2 separate regions of the Pan troglodytes genome follow, and region 1 is linked to region 2. The links are chromatin contacts, called in public HiChIP or PLAC-seq maps. All regions are on one chromosome and are shown on one strand. Each heading gives the region's core, a stretch centred on a gene start, on an enhancer-like site or on the middle of the called end of the contact. The rest is flanking DNA. Distances are from core to core; before and after follow the strand shown.

The links. HiChIP or PLAC-seq counts read pairs in DNA pulled down with a chosen protein or histone mark.
Region 1: a contact with region 2 is called in an H3K4me3 HiChIP or PLAC-seq map of stem cell-derived excitatory neurons, with 5 times the contacts expected there. The contact joins the promoter of FTL here to the promoter of DBP in region 2. A contact is called at or near these places in 2 of 7 Hi-C or Micro-C datasets (induced pluripotent stem cells and stem cell-derived neural progenitor cells) and 1 of 1 datasets of contacts at active chromatin or transcription factors (stem cell-derived excitatory neurons).

Annotation. Positions count from the first base shown.
Region 1 is chr20:51,898,584-51,905,826 of NHGRI_mPanTro3-v2.0_pri, reverse strand. FTL (ferritin light chain) reads right to left here and starts at 1,324. Exons shown (of 4, transcript XM_063802058.1): 1 at 1-1,324. BAX (BCL2 associated X, apoptosis regulator) reads right to left here. Exons shown (of 6, transcript XM_063802057.1): 5 at 4,127-4,231; 6 at 3,241-3,507. The coding sequence ends at 3,403.
Region 2 is chr20:51,577,015-51,583,193 of NHGRI_mPanTro3-v2.0_pri, reverse strand. It overlaps DBP (D-box binding PAR bZIP transcription factor), which reads left to right and starts at 1,891. Exons shown (of 4, transcript XM_016936441.4): 1 at 1,891-2,713; 2 at 3,578-3,988; 3 at 5,921-6,132. The coding sequence starts at 2,575. It overlaps CA11 (carbonic anhydrase 11), which reads left to right. Exons shown (of 9, transcript XM_001171568.7): 6 at 1-49; 7 at 139-293; 8 at 545-710; 9 at 1,427-1,555. The coding sequence ends at 1,452.

The sequences.
Region 1 (7,243 bases), core at 75-2,574, 320 kb before region 2:
AGCCCTGTGAACTGATGACCCTGGGGTCCTGGGGGTGCCTCCGGAAAGTAAGATTCTGGGGTTTCCGAGGGCATGGATTTTTCTGGAACCTTGAGTGGGGGGAGGGGCACCTCAAAGGTGCAGGGAGGACCTGTAGTTGCCTGAGGTTTGCGCTGCAAGATAAGGAGTCTCCGGATCCTTGGGAAGCTTGGAAGGCTGTGAGGTGTTATTTCTGGACCCCTGGAGATCTCTGGAAGATGGAGTGTTGCGGGGACTGGAGTCCTGGGATTTACAGAGGTGGGGGTTCACGATGCAAACTCTCTATATTTTGGAGCCCTCCCCGGGGAAATCTTTAGGTTCTTGAGGTGCTCTGCAAGTTGGAAAGGGCAGTTATTCTGGAGCCGTGGGTTTCACCCAGTGCGGGAAGCCCAGGGGGAGCATTGTATGAGGTAGGGTGACTTCTGGAACCCTGGACAGCCCTCTGGAACCCTCCAAAGATGGGCTGGGACTTTGGGGATACCTTGGAGCTCTTTCAGGGGCCCAGGCTTTTTCTGGGAGTGGAAATGGGGAGGAATGAAAAGTGTGTTTTGAGCTTTGCGGTGTCTCTGGGATTGCATTTCCTGGAGGCTGTTTTGGAGGCAACTCACAGACTTCGAGAATTCTCCGTGGCCCTGAACAGTGTCTCTGAAGTTGCCCTCGTGTCTTGCCTGACGTGTGCTCTTTCAGGCCCACAAAGAGAAGCCCTGCGTTGTGGACAAACAGTCTGGGGACCTATGGACGAGACGTCTGTCTTCGACTAATGCATATTTTTTAAGTGGGCCTGGTCCACGTTGATTTCTGGGAGACGGAGTCGGCGCAAACCTTGACTCTACTTAAGTGCCCTGATGGAGGCAGCCCGTGCGCTGGGCAGGGAGCTGAAGCCACTGGGGTGTGGGGTGAGGTCAGGCCCTGCCCTACAGAGGAGCTGCTTCGAACAGCCCAGGCGGGGCAGCCCCTGACCGAGGGGATCTGCAGATGCCCCGCCAGGCCGGTATCTGGGGTCCTTGTTGCAGGCAGCGACTGCTGAGTCATGCTGAGCTCAGCGCGGGAAGGGGCCCCCGCGGGGACGGATGGGGGTGGGGCCACTCGCTGACCTCATCCCCTTGGCACTCCCCGACTTTTTTGGTGGGACCCTCAGAACTAGACCTGGCTCAGACCCAAATCGGGCCCCCTACCCCAAGGTCCCCCCTTGTTGGAAGCCGGCTGTGTGCTTTGTCTCCGTGTCTTTTTGGTTCCCATAATTTTTTTTTTTCTGGGATCCTGCCTGTGGCCATATTGTCCCCTCACTCTGGGTGGTGGCTCAGTGTACACTCATTGATCCTCTGCCCCTCTCTCTCCCCTGACTTGGGGTCTCTGGGAAGAGTCCATGGAGGAGGGGCAGCCATCCAAAGCACCCCGTTGACTGTGGGGCCCGAGTTACTCATTTACCAAATGTCATACCTCAGCCCAGAGACCTTTGGTCGGCCGAGAGGGGCCTTGGGGCCCATAGGTGGAGGGAGAGGAGGGGCTGAGAGAGACAGGATCTGAAGACCATAGAGAATGTGGGGTGGGGAGACAGAGGCCCAGAGAAAAAGAGACTCAGACAGAGACCCTGAGAGAGAGGGGGACAGAGACCTGGGCAGGGGGACAGAGACCCAGAGAGAGGGAAAAACAGACCCGGAGACAGAGGGGTACAGAGACCCTGAGAGAGAGGGGAGGGGGACAGACCTAGAGAGAGGGGGACAGAGACCCAGAGGGAGGGGAAAAGAGACCCAGAGGGGGGGGGGGGGGACAGAGGTGGGGGGGGACAGAGGCAGGGAGGTACAGAGACACGGGGGTGGGGGGGATAGAGACTCAGAGGGATCCGGCGGGAGGGGACAGAAATCCAGAGTGGGGGACAGATATCCAGAGAGAGGTGGGGACAGAGATCCAGAGAAGGGGGGACAGAGACCCAGAGAGAGGGGGGACAGGGACTCAGAGAGAAGGGGACAGAGACTAGGGAGGACTGAGACCTGGGGTTGGGGGGACAGGGACCCGGGGGCGGGGGACAGGGACCCGGGGGCGGGGGACAGAGACCGGGGAGAGGGAAAGAGACCCAGAGAGAGGGGAGGTACAGAGACCCAAGAGAGAGTGACAGCCAGAGAGAGGACAGAGACCCAGAGAGAGGGGGACAGAAACTCAGGGTGGGGGGACAGACCCAGAGAGAGATGGGGGGCCAGAGATCCAGAGCGGGGGACAGAGACCCAGAGAGAGGGGGCCAGAGGTCTGGGTGCCAGGGGTGGAAAGAGGCCCAGAGAAAGAGGGCCAAAGGTGGGGTGGGAACAGAGGCTCGGAAAGCAAAGACCCAGAGAGAGAGTGGGGACAGAGACCCAGAGATGGGAGGGGGTAAAGACCCAGAGGGGGGCGCCAGAGACCCTGTGACTGAGAACCCACATCCTCTAGCCCCCTTGTCTTCGCTCCGCCTGTGTCTAAGGTCACTGGGCCTCTGAGCTCAGCACCTTCTTCCGGCAGTTCCTCTCCAGGGGGGCCCCACCCAGCTGTGGGGCCAGACCAGGTTCCTCCTCCTCTGCCCTGCCCTCCAGCCTCTCAGTCCCCAGCCAGGTCCCTTCCTCTCTGTCCTCAGCCCAGCTCAGGAGGCCTCTCCCGTGGGCCCTCGCCCTGGTGTCCTCAGCCTGCCACCCTCCAGCGACCTCACCACCAGGCTCCAGAGCCCTTCCTGCTCCTCTGGTCCTCCCATCCCTCCTCCCCCCACTCCCATTCTCCAGTTCAGTAAAGGTATGGCCTCCTGAGGTCCCACGTGTGACATGCCAGGCTGTGGTCCCCGGGCCCCGGAGGCTTGCTCTGCAGCCGGCCGTGCTGTTCTTCCCCTACCCACACGCCTGCTTGGGCCTCACAGGCCGCTGCCTCTGTCCCGCACAGATCATCCTGGGCTGCGACAGATGTACCACCTATCACCCTCCTTTCCCGTGAGCTCCCTTTTCCTTTCCCGTGAGCTCCCTTCTTTTCCTTTCCCGTGAGCTCCTGCAGGTCAGGCCCAGGACCAACTCATCCCTAACCCACAGACCCCATAGGGCACCCCAGAAAAAGATGTCAAGTGAGTGCAGAGAGCCCCACGTCCCTGAGTGGCCCAAGCAGGTATCTCTAGGCCAGCAGACGGCGGGCCCGGCGTGGGGCAGCGGACAGGGCCGGCTCTCCTGACGTGCCGGGGAGCGGGGCAGAGGCCCAGTGACTCAGATGCCGAAGTGTGTCCCGAAGGAGGTTTATTACCCCCTCAAGACCACTCTTCCCCACCCCCCCCAATAATTACAAAAGTAAGAAAAATGCCCATGTCCCCCAATCCCCACCCCTCCCAGAAAAATGCCATAATTTATGGAGGAAAAACACAGTCCAAGGCAGCTGGGGGCCTCAGCCCATCTTCTTCCAGATGGTGAGTGAGGCGGTGAGCACTCCCGCCACAAAGATGGTCACGGTCTGCCACGTGGGCGTCCCAAAGTAGGAGAGGAGGCCGTCCTGGAGACAGGGACATCAGTCGCTTCAGTGACTCGGCCAGGGGCAGCCCCTGGGCAGGCAGAGGCGGGATCAGGGACGGAGGAGGCCAGAAGGCAGGATTGCGGGCAGGGGACTGAGATGAATGGGCATTAAAGAGCTGGACTCAGGCCAGGCATGGTGGCTCACACCTGTAATCCCAGCACTTTGAGAGGCTGAGGCGGGAGGATCGCTTGAGGCCAGGAGTTCGAGACCAACCTGGGCAACATAGCGAGACCCCTTCTCAGTGGGAAAAAAAAAAAAAAAGGAAAGAGCTAGGGTCAGAGGGTCATCAATGAACTTGAGCAATTCCAGAGGCAGTGGAGGCTCCAGGGAGGGCAGAAGGCACTAATCAAGTCAAGGTCACAGTGAGGTCAGGGGTCACTGGGAGGTCAGCAGGGTAGATGAATCGGGGATTGATCAGACATGTAAGGAAAACGCATTATAGACCACATCTGATGATCTGAAGATGGGGAGAGGGCACCACTGTGACCTGCTCCAGAAGGCCCAGGGTCCCAGAGGAGTGGCGGGGGGGCAGGGACGGTGGGGCAGGGGCAGTGGTGAGGGCGCGGTGGTGGGGGTGAGGAGGCTTGAGGAGTCTCACCCAACCACCCTGGTCTTGGATCCAGCCCAACAGCCGCTCCCGGAGGAAGTCCAATGTCCAGCCCATGATGGTTCTGATCAGTTCCGGCACCTTGGTGCACAGGGCCTGTGGGGAGTGGAGTGGGCGTTAGGGACTGAACCTTGTCCCCACTGCCTGGAGATAGTGGCCCCAAACCTCCTTTCTCAATTCTTTGCCTCCCCTCAAAGATTTCTGCCACCCACAATTGAAGTCGGCTTCAAAAATTGTAAACATGGCCAGGTGCGGCGGCTCATGCCTGTAATCCCAGCATTTTGGGAGGCCAAGGCAGGCGGATCACTTGAGGTCGGGAGTTCAAGACCAGCCTGACCAATACAGAGTAATGCCATCTCTACTAAAAATACAAAATTAGCCGGGCGTGGTGGCACATGCCTGTAATCCCAGCTACTTGGGAGTCTGAGGCAGGAGAATTGCTTGAACCCGGGAGGCGGAGGTTGCAGTGAGCCGAGGTTGCGCCATTGCACTCCAGCCTGGGCAACAAGAGCAAAACTCCATCTCAAAATAAATAAATACAAAAATTAGCTGGGTGTGGTGGCAGGCACCTGTAATCCCAGCTCCTTGGGATGCTGAGGCAGGTGAATCGCTTGAACCCAGGAGGCAGAGGTTGCAGTGAGCCCAGATCACGCCATTTCACGCCAGCCTGGACAACAGAGCAAGAATCCGTCTCAAAAAATAAATAAATAAAAAAAATAAAATTGTAAACAAGATAATGTTACTCTCAACTGCCCCACCCCTGAGCCTTCTGTGGCTCCCCAGTACCCTCAGGATGAAGACCCGAAGGCACAGCGCAGCCCACAAGCCCTGTGTGCAGGCTTTGGCCTGACCTCACTCCACCTTTCCACTTCCTGTTTTGTGCCTCGCTGAGCTGCTTCCATTTTTTTTTTTTTTTTTTTTTTAAGATGGAGTCTTGCTCTGACACCCAGGATGGAGTGCAGTGGCGCAATCTCGGCTCACTGAAAGCTCTGCCTTCCGGGTTCAAGCAATTCTCCTGCCTCAGCCTCCCAAAGGGCTGGGATTACAGGTGCCTGCCAACATGCCTGGCTAATTTTTTTTTTTTTTTTTTTTTGAGATGGAGTTTTGATCTTGTTGCCCAGGCTGGAGTACAATAGCGCAGTCTCGGCTCATTGCAACCTCCGCCTCCCAGATTTAAGTGATCCTCCTGCCTGAGCCTCCTAAGCAGCTGGTATTACAGGCATCCGCCACCACACCGGGCTATTTTTTTTTTTTTTTGAATTTTTAGTGCAGACAAGGTTTCACCATGTTGGTCAGGCTGGTCTCAAACTCCTGGCCTTAGGTGATCCGCATGCCTCAGCCTCCCAAAGTGCCAGGATTACAGGTGTGAGCCACCATGCCCAGCCCCATTTTTTTTTTTTTTTTAACTTTTTAAATTCCCATCAAATTCTTCCTGCCTCGGGACTTCTTCATGTACTCCTGTTTCCGCCTAAACAGGCCTCGACCAAGCAAATTCTTACCCTTCAGCTCTCAGGGCAAATGTCACTTCCCCAGAGAGGACTTTTCTTTCTTTTTTTTTTTTTTTTGAGACGGAGTCTCACTCTGTCGCTCCAGGCTGGAGTGCAGTGGTGCAATCTCAGCTCACTGCAAACTCCGCCTCCCAGTTCACGCCATTCTTCTGCCTCAGCCTCCCGAGTAGCTGGGACTACAGGTGCCCACCACCACGCCCGGCTAATTTTTTGTATTTTTAGTAGAGACGGGGTTTCACCATGTTAGCCAGGATGGTCTCGATCTCCTGACCTCATGATCCCCCTGCCTCGGCCTCCCAAAGTGCTGGGATTACAGGCGTGAGCCACCACGCCCAGCCAGAGAGGACTTTTCTGGACCAGAGAAGATCAACCCCTGACCATGGACCCCGACCTGCTCTCCCAACTCCCAAGACTTCTCCTGCAGCCTTTATCTGGCCACTTCTATTCTGTCATCCCCGCTCTGTAGGTGGTCCCACCATCACCTGCACTGCTATTCCCCTCATCTCTGACGGTCAAGCCCCATCAGCTCAATCTTGAAAACACATCAAGAAATATCCCTCTCAGCTGAGCACGGTGGCTCACGCCTGTAATCCCAGCACTTTGGGAGACCGAGGCAGGCGGATCACCTGAGGTAAGGAGTTCAAGACCAGCCTGGCCAACATGGTGAAACCCCATCTCTACTAAAAATGCAAAAATTAGCTGGGTGTGGTGGCGGACGCCTGTAATCCCAAGCTACTCGGGAGACTGAGGCAGGAGAATTGCTTAAACCCAGGAGGTGGAGGTTGCAGTGAGCCGAGATCGCGCCACTGCACTCCAGCCTGGGTGCAACCGAGAGAGACTCTGTCTCAGAAAAAAAAAAAAAAAGAAAGAAATATCCCTCCCATTTGCTGGTGTGGTGGGGAGAGCCTGTAATCCCAGCTTCTCAGGAGGCTGAGGTAGAATTGCTTGAACCCAGGAGGTGGAGACTGCAGTGAGCCAAGGTCATGCCACTGCATTCCAGCCTTGGTAACAGAGCGAGACCCTGTATCAAAAAAAAAAAAAAAATCTTCCAAAAAGAAATATCCCTCCCTGTTGGAGACCAGCCTGGACAACATAGCGAGACCCCATCTCTATAGAAAAAGACTAATGCAACAGTTAGTGGGGCGTGGTGGCATGCTCCTGTAGTCTCAGCTACTCTGGAGACTGAGGCGAGAGAAATGCTTGACCCCAGCGGTTTGAGGCTGCAGTGAGCTATGTTCACTACTGCACTCCAGCCTGGCCAACAGAGCAAGACCCTACTTCTTAAAAAAAAAAATGCCCCCCCGCACCTCTGCTGCTACCACCAGGGCTTGTCATCTTTCAGCAAGACTATGACAGGTGCCACCTCTCCAGGATCCTTGCTTCTGCCCTTGTGCCCCATGATCTCTTTTGGCCAACAACAGCCAGGAGCATTTCACCACCACCCCCACCATATTTTCTTATGAGACTCTTCATAATGAAAAGTTAAAAGAATTTCACAGTTAAAAGCCATATAGCCGCCACCTATAATTAGATTCTACAATTAACATTTTGCTATACAGACAGTCCCCAACTTATGATGGTTTGACTTACAATTTTGACG
Region 2 (6,179 bases), core at 642-3,141:
CTCAGTCGCCTCCTTAACCGCGACACCATCACTCGCATCTCCTACAAGAGTAAGTCCCTGGCGTGCTGGGGGCAGTGGTCACACACGAGGGGGTTCAAGAGTGCCACCCCTCTTTACTCTGGCCTGATATTCCCGCAGATGATGCCTACTTTCTTCAAGACCTGAGCCTGGAGCTCCTGTTCCCTGAATCCTTCGGCTTCATCACCTATCAGGGCTCTCTCAGCACCCCGCCCTGCTCCGAGACTGTCACCTGGATCCTCATTGACCGGGCCCTCAATATCACCTCCCTTCAGGTGACCCTCTGTCCGCACCGCCCTTCCTAGGCCTGGGTACTCCACTCACTGGCCTGGGCATCCCCTTGCTCACCTGCCCTCCCTCTCCTCATAGACTGAACTCAAGTAGGTAAGAGGGTCAGACCACCTTGGGGGTGGGTGGGGCTGAGAACAGACCCCGCCCACCTGCTCCCAGGGGCGGGGTTTCCTGCGTGACGTCACCAAGACCATTCACTATTCACTCCCAGTTTCCCACCCTCCTTCCACTGCAGATGCACTCCCTGAGACTCCTGAGCCAGAATCCTCCATCTCAGATCTTCCAGAGCCTCAGCGGTAACAGCCGGCCCCTGCAGCCCTTGGCCCACAGGGCACTGAGGGGCAACAGGGACCCCCGGCACCCCGAGAGGCGCTGCCGAGGCCCCAACTACCGCCTGCATGGTATGGTCCAGTCTGCACCCCCTCTAAGTCTTGGGCTAACCCGCTTATATGTGTCTCCCCTTGGTGTCTCAGTGTGATTCAGTCCCATCCTCCTTCCTGCGTCTATATGGTCTAGCCTCGTGAGCTGTCTCTTTTTCTCTCTTTCCCTACATGTCTATGTGGTACAGTCCACCTGCCAGCCCTAGGCCATTGCTAGCCCACGATTTGTCTTTCCTCTTCACTGCTTTGTAACTTGGTCTATAACCCTTGACCCCTGCCTTCCTATGGTCCAATTACCTACTGTTCTGTGCTTCCTATTACTGTGAATTTCCAAAATGGTACAATTTGGATCCTCTCTCCCTTTCCAAGTCGTACTACCTTACGCTGTTCCACAATCTGATACTCCCTTCCCCCTTACTGAGAATCTACAAGGTACAACCCCTTCCCTCCACCTCTGCCTCCCTGTGGTTTAGCCCAGGAATCTCACACCCCCCCGGCTTCGCAACATGGTACAGTCCACACCCCCCCATGAAGACCTTCAAGTAGTTCAGCCTACTGCTGAATCTGGACGTCCCGATTCCCCCCTCCTATTGGCTTCTTGTGGTTCAGCCCAGTGCTTCTCGACCTGGTACATTCTGGTTCCCCGCTCGCAGACTTCCGACGGTAGAGCTCAGCGCGGCGCAGCCCCCGCCCCTTCCATCCTATACTGACGCCCCCTGCCGTTCTCTGTCTTACAGTGGATGGTGTCCCCCATGGTCGCTGAGACTCCCCTTCGAGGATTGCACCCGCCCGTCCTAAGCCTCCCCACAAGGCGAGGGGAGTTACCCCTAAAACAAAGCTATTAAAGGGACAGAATACTTCCTGTTTCTCAGTGGTCTGATTCTAGGCGCGGTGGGGAAACATTTGGGTATTAAAGAACAGACTTCTTCCGGAAACCAATCTTCCTCTTTCTAAACCTCCGCTCTCGGTATTTTGGCTTCCTGCTTCTCAAAACCATCTTTAGGACCGCGGCCCCTTTAAGCGGCGCCCCTTTTCCCCCTATCACCCCCCTCGCCATCAGGCAGCACGAGCAGAGCCATGTGCTTCCCCCTCCCGCCTGCCTCATTGGCCCAAACTGGGTCACGGTCCCGCCCCCAGTACCGCCTCCCATTGGGCAAATGTAGGTCAGTGTCCCGCCTCCCACCGAAAGGCAAGGCAACTTCACGCGCTGAGCCCCTCACGCGCCCTCCTGGGCCCTGGCGGACCCAGAGGCCCCATTGGCTGTGCGTCTCAAGGTGTCGGAGACGATTGGTCCGTGTTTGCAGCCGGAGGGAGGCACGCGGCTGGGGTGCATGCCCATAGAGGCTGGCGGGGCTGGACGCGCCGGGCGGGGACCCGGAGGAGGGGCGCGCGCTGTGGCGTCGGGTGTTTTGGTTTGGATTTTTTTTTCCGCGAAAGAAGTTTGCTTTGGCCACGCCTCAAGGCGGCCGCCTCCTCCTGCCCCCTCCTCCGCCCCTCCGCGCACACCTCTCGGTGCAGATTGCAAAGCGCCTTCCGTTGCGAGAGCTGCAGATTTTGCAAGAGCCAGGCTCGCCCACCTTGTAGAAGGAGCGCCTTGAGTCCCCTCTCACCCTCGGTTGCAAAGAGCCGACCGCTTGATCTGGACACTCCCTCGCCCAGATTGCATGATCTCCCGGGACCCTCTTGAGTTGCACGTTTCTGCACCGAGGACCTCAAATCCCCGTCGCTCCTAGGATTTGCAGCGTTCTGGATACTGGAGGGTTGCAGGCTACACTCGCCCGCCCCTGGGCAGACACTCGTCCAAACCACTGGAGTGTGCTGGTGACTGGCAGGCCAGCCCTTCGCCTCTCCATGAACCCGTGAGCCTGGGGGCAGGTGCCAGGCGATGGCGCGGCCTGTGAGCGACAGGACCCCGGCCCCTCTGCTGCTGGGCGGCCCGGCCGGGACACCCCCTGGCGGGGGAGCGCTGCTTGGGCTGCGGAGCCTTCTGCAGGGGACCAGCAAGCCCAAAGAGCCGGCCAGCTGTGAGTTCTAACCCCCATCTCACCCACTTCGGACACCCTACCCGCTTAGGGACTCAGGTGCCGTGGGGTGGGGTCCCATAGAAACCTGTGTGCGGGGAGTCCATCTTCCCAACCTTAATCTACTCAATTACTCAGGTGTTTAGGCCCCTAGATCCCTCAGCGCCCAGGACCCAAAAGCGCCGGCTCTGAAGCCCGTCCACCCTAAGGACCCAGGCACCAACGTCCCCAACGTCCTCCCCGCTTAGTTCACAAGAGTGTAGGCCCCAGCCTCCTCTTCCTTTTGGTCCGGGAGTCTGGACCCCTGGGGTCCCAGGGAGGGGGTGTGTCGGGTGCTCACACGGTGGTGACACGGGCTTGGGCGGGGCGTCATGGGGTCACATGGAGTCTAGGGATGAGGAATGTGCCCCAGGAATAGAGCCCCTTCCTGCCCCTTACAGATGGTGGGGGAGGGGAAGGGGGTACAGCGCGCAGGGGATGGGGGTTGGGTAATTACAGTGAATTACAGAGCTGTCATTTTTTCTCTCACCTGCCCAACCCTCCACCTACCCTGTCCCTGCCCCCCTATTCCTGAACTTCCGTCTCTCTTTCTCTGGTTCGCTGTCTTTCTGTGTGTCTATTCCTTCCCGGCATTCTGTCCCCATCTCTGTGAATCTGTCCACCTGTCTCTGCCACCCCCGTCTCCATTCTTTCTGGGTCTCTCTCCCACTCTGCGTCTCCGTCCCTTTTTCTCCCATCTCTCCTCTCCGACCCCCCGTCCCCTCTTTCTCTGGATCTCCGCCCTGTGCCTCTCGGACTCGGGGTCTCTTCTCCATCTCTATCTCCCCCACCTCACCCTCATCCCAACCCGTCTTTCCCGGCCCGCAGGTCTCCTGAAGGAAAAGGAGCGCAAGGCGGCCCTGCCTGCAGCCACAACCCCTGGGCCAGGCCTGGAGACTGCGGGCCCGGCGGATGCCCCGGCTGGGGCAGTGGTGGGCGGCGGGTCCCCGCGGGGGCGCCCGGGGCCGGTGCCCGCCCCGGGTCTGTTGGCGCCACTGCTGTGGGAGCGCACGCTGCCGTTCGGCGATGTGGAGTACGTAGACCTGGACGCCTTCCTGCTGGAGCACGGGCTCCCGCCCAGCCCGCCGCCCCCCGGTGGCCCGTCGCCGGAGCCGTCACCCGCGCGGACGCCCGCACCCTCCCCAGGGCCGGGTTCGTGCGGCTCGGCTTCCCCCCGCTCCTCTCCTGGGCACGCCCCCGCCCGGGCTGCCCTCGGGACCGCCAGCGGCCACCGCGCAGGTGCGGCGAAGGGGGCGGGTCGGGTCCTGACGGGGCGGGGCTTGGACTCAGGGGGCGGGGCTGTGCGACGCTGGGGGCTGGGACCGTGGGACCCGGCTGCGGCCTCGAATTCTGTGTCCAGTTGTCGAGAGGTGTCGTGGGAGGGGGCCAGATTCGGCGTCTCTTAATGGGTCAGGGACTTGGTCTTCTGGATCCATAGGGGAGGAGAGACTTGGAACCCTAAATTCCAGGAAGCCTGCCCAATGAGATTTTGTGGGTTTTTCTGTGGGACTTGGGGACAAACGATGTGGATACTCGTGAAGCCAGAACTGGAAGTCCGGAACACCAGAGTTATTTACTGGGGAGTGGACTGACCCCCGAATCTGGGCCCATAATCGATGGAACTGGGATAGGACTGGAGCCCCTAGGTCCTTTACAGGGGCAAAGGCAAAGGAGAGGCACAGAATTCTGTTTACCCAGGACATAAGAGACTGGCAGCCCAGGTCCCTGGGTCCCCCAGTGGGGCGTGCTGCAGCCCCGGGTCCCAGAGTTCTTCAGAAGGGAAAACATTAGGGATCTTGTTTCTGGATCCTCCAACTGGGGCTGGGGCCAAGCTTCCTATATTCCTAGGAGAGGCCTGGGATCCCAGAATCGTGGGTAGCCCAGTGGCGGGGGTTCTGGGAAGGTCCAGGAGGCCGATGCTCCCCGGAGAGCAGAGGGTTGGGAATCTTTGGAGGTTGAGTGGAACTAAGTGACTGGAAGAGCAAGAGGAAAGATGTTTCCCTTTGGGCACATTGAGGTCTCCAGGGACGGACTGCAGGTCGGGGATTCCTGGGCACACCTGCTCCAGGTCCGACCTCCGGGCCGAACCAGGGCCCTACCCTTCCCAGCGGCACATTCCTGCGCCACGTGAGTCCTCCCATCCCTCCTCCGCGCTTCGCGCAGGCGCCTTCAAGCGCGAGGGGGCGGGGCCGGGGGAACGTGAGGGCGCCGATGGCAGGGGGGCCTGGAAGGAAGGGAGGAGGAGGGAAGCAGGCGTCAGCACGTGACTCGGCCCTGAACCTGTGTCCTTAGCTGGCCCCGGCTGGCTGGTGCTTAAAGGTACAGGCGCCTCCTTTCGAACCAATCTTCTGGAACCTTAGAGCAGCTTCTCCTCCTCTTCCCAGCGAGTAGCTCTTAGACTCTAACTTGAGAGCTTTTCAGTGCAGTAGATTCTTTTTCTCTGGACAGTCTGGGGTCTAAGCTTAGGTCGTGGATTTGGTAAGTAGGATTCAGGCTAGACTGTGCATCTGAAGTCCTGAGGTTTTAGAAGCAATAGCCCCATCGCTTCTCGGCCTTTTGGCTAAGATCAAGTGTAGAAGCAATAGCCCTGATTCATATGTTACCTAGGGCAAGTCAGTTATGACTGGGACTCAGTTTCCTTGTTTGTAAAGGTGGATATGGCTCCATGATCTCTAAGCATCTTTATGGCTTAGGGGAACCTTCATTTTTCTCGTTATTTTGGAGACGGAGTCTCGCTCTGTTGTCCGGGCTGGAGTGCAGTGGTATGATCTCAGCTCACTGCAACCTCCACCTCCAGGGTCCGGGTTCAAGCAATTCTCCAGCCTCAGCCTCCCTAGTAGCTGGGCTTACCGGCACCCGCCATTACACCTGGCCAATTTTCGTACTTTTAGTAAAGATGAGGTTTCTCCATGTTGGCCATGCTGGTCTCGAACTCCTGACTAAAGGTGATTCGCCGCCTCGGCTTCCCAAACTGCTGGGGTTACAGGCATGAGCCACTGCGCCTGGCCAAGGGAACCTTCATATTTTATATTAGGGAGATTAATCCTTGGCCAAATTTATGCTAGATCCCAGAAGGACTTTCCATGTGGCTATGATACCACAGCAAGAGGTAGCTTCAGGAAACCCCCTCCTTAAAATACACACTCAGCTGACACGTGCTGTTTCCCCAAGGCCTGACCTCTCGGGACACACCCAGCCCTGTGGACCCAGACACCGTGGAGGTGTTGATGACCTTTGAACCCGACCCAGCTGATCTTGCCCTATCAAGCATTCCTGGCCACGAGACCTTTGACCCTCGAAGACATCGCTTCTCAGAAGAGGAACTTAAGCCCCAGCCAATCATGAAGAAGGCAAGGAAAATCCAGGTGCCAGAGGAGCAGAAGGTGAGCAGAGCTGGATGTGGGACATAGACTTGGCTGGAGACATGCCC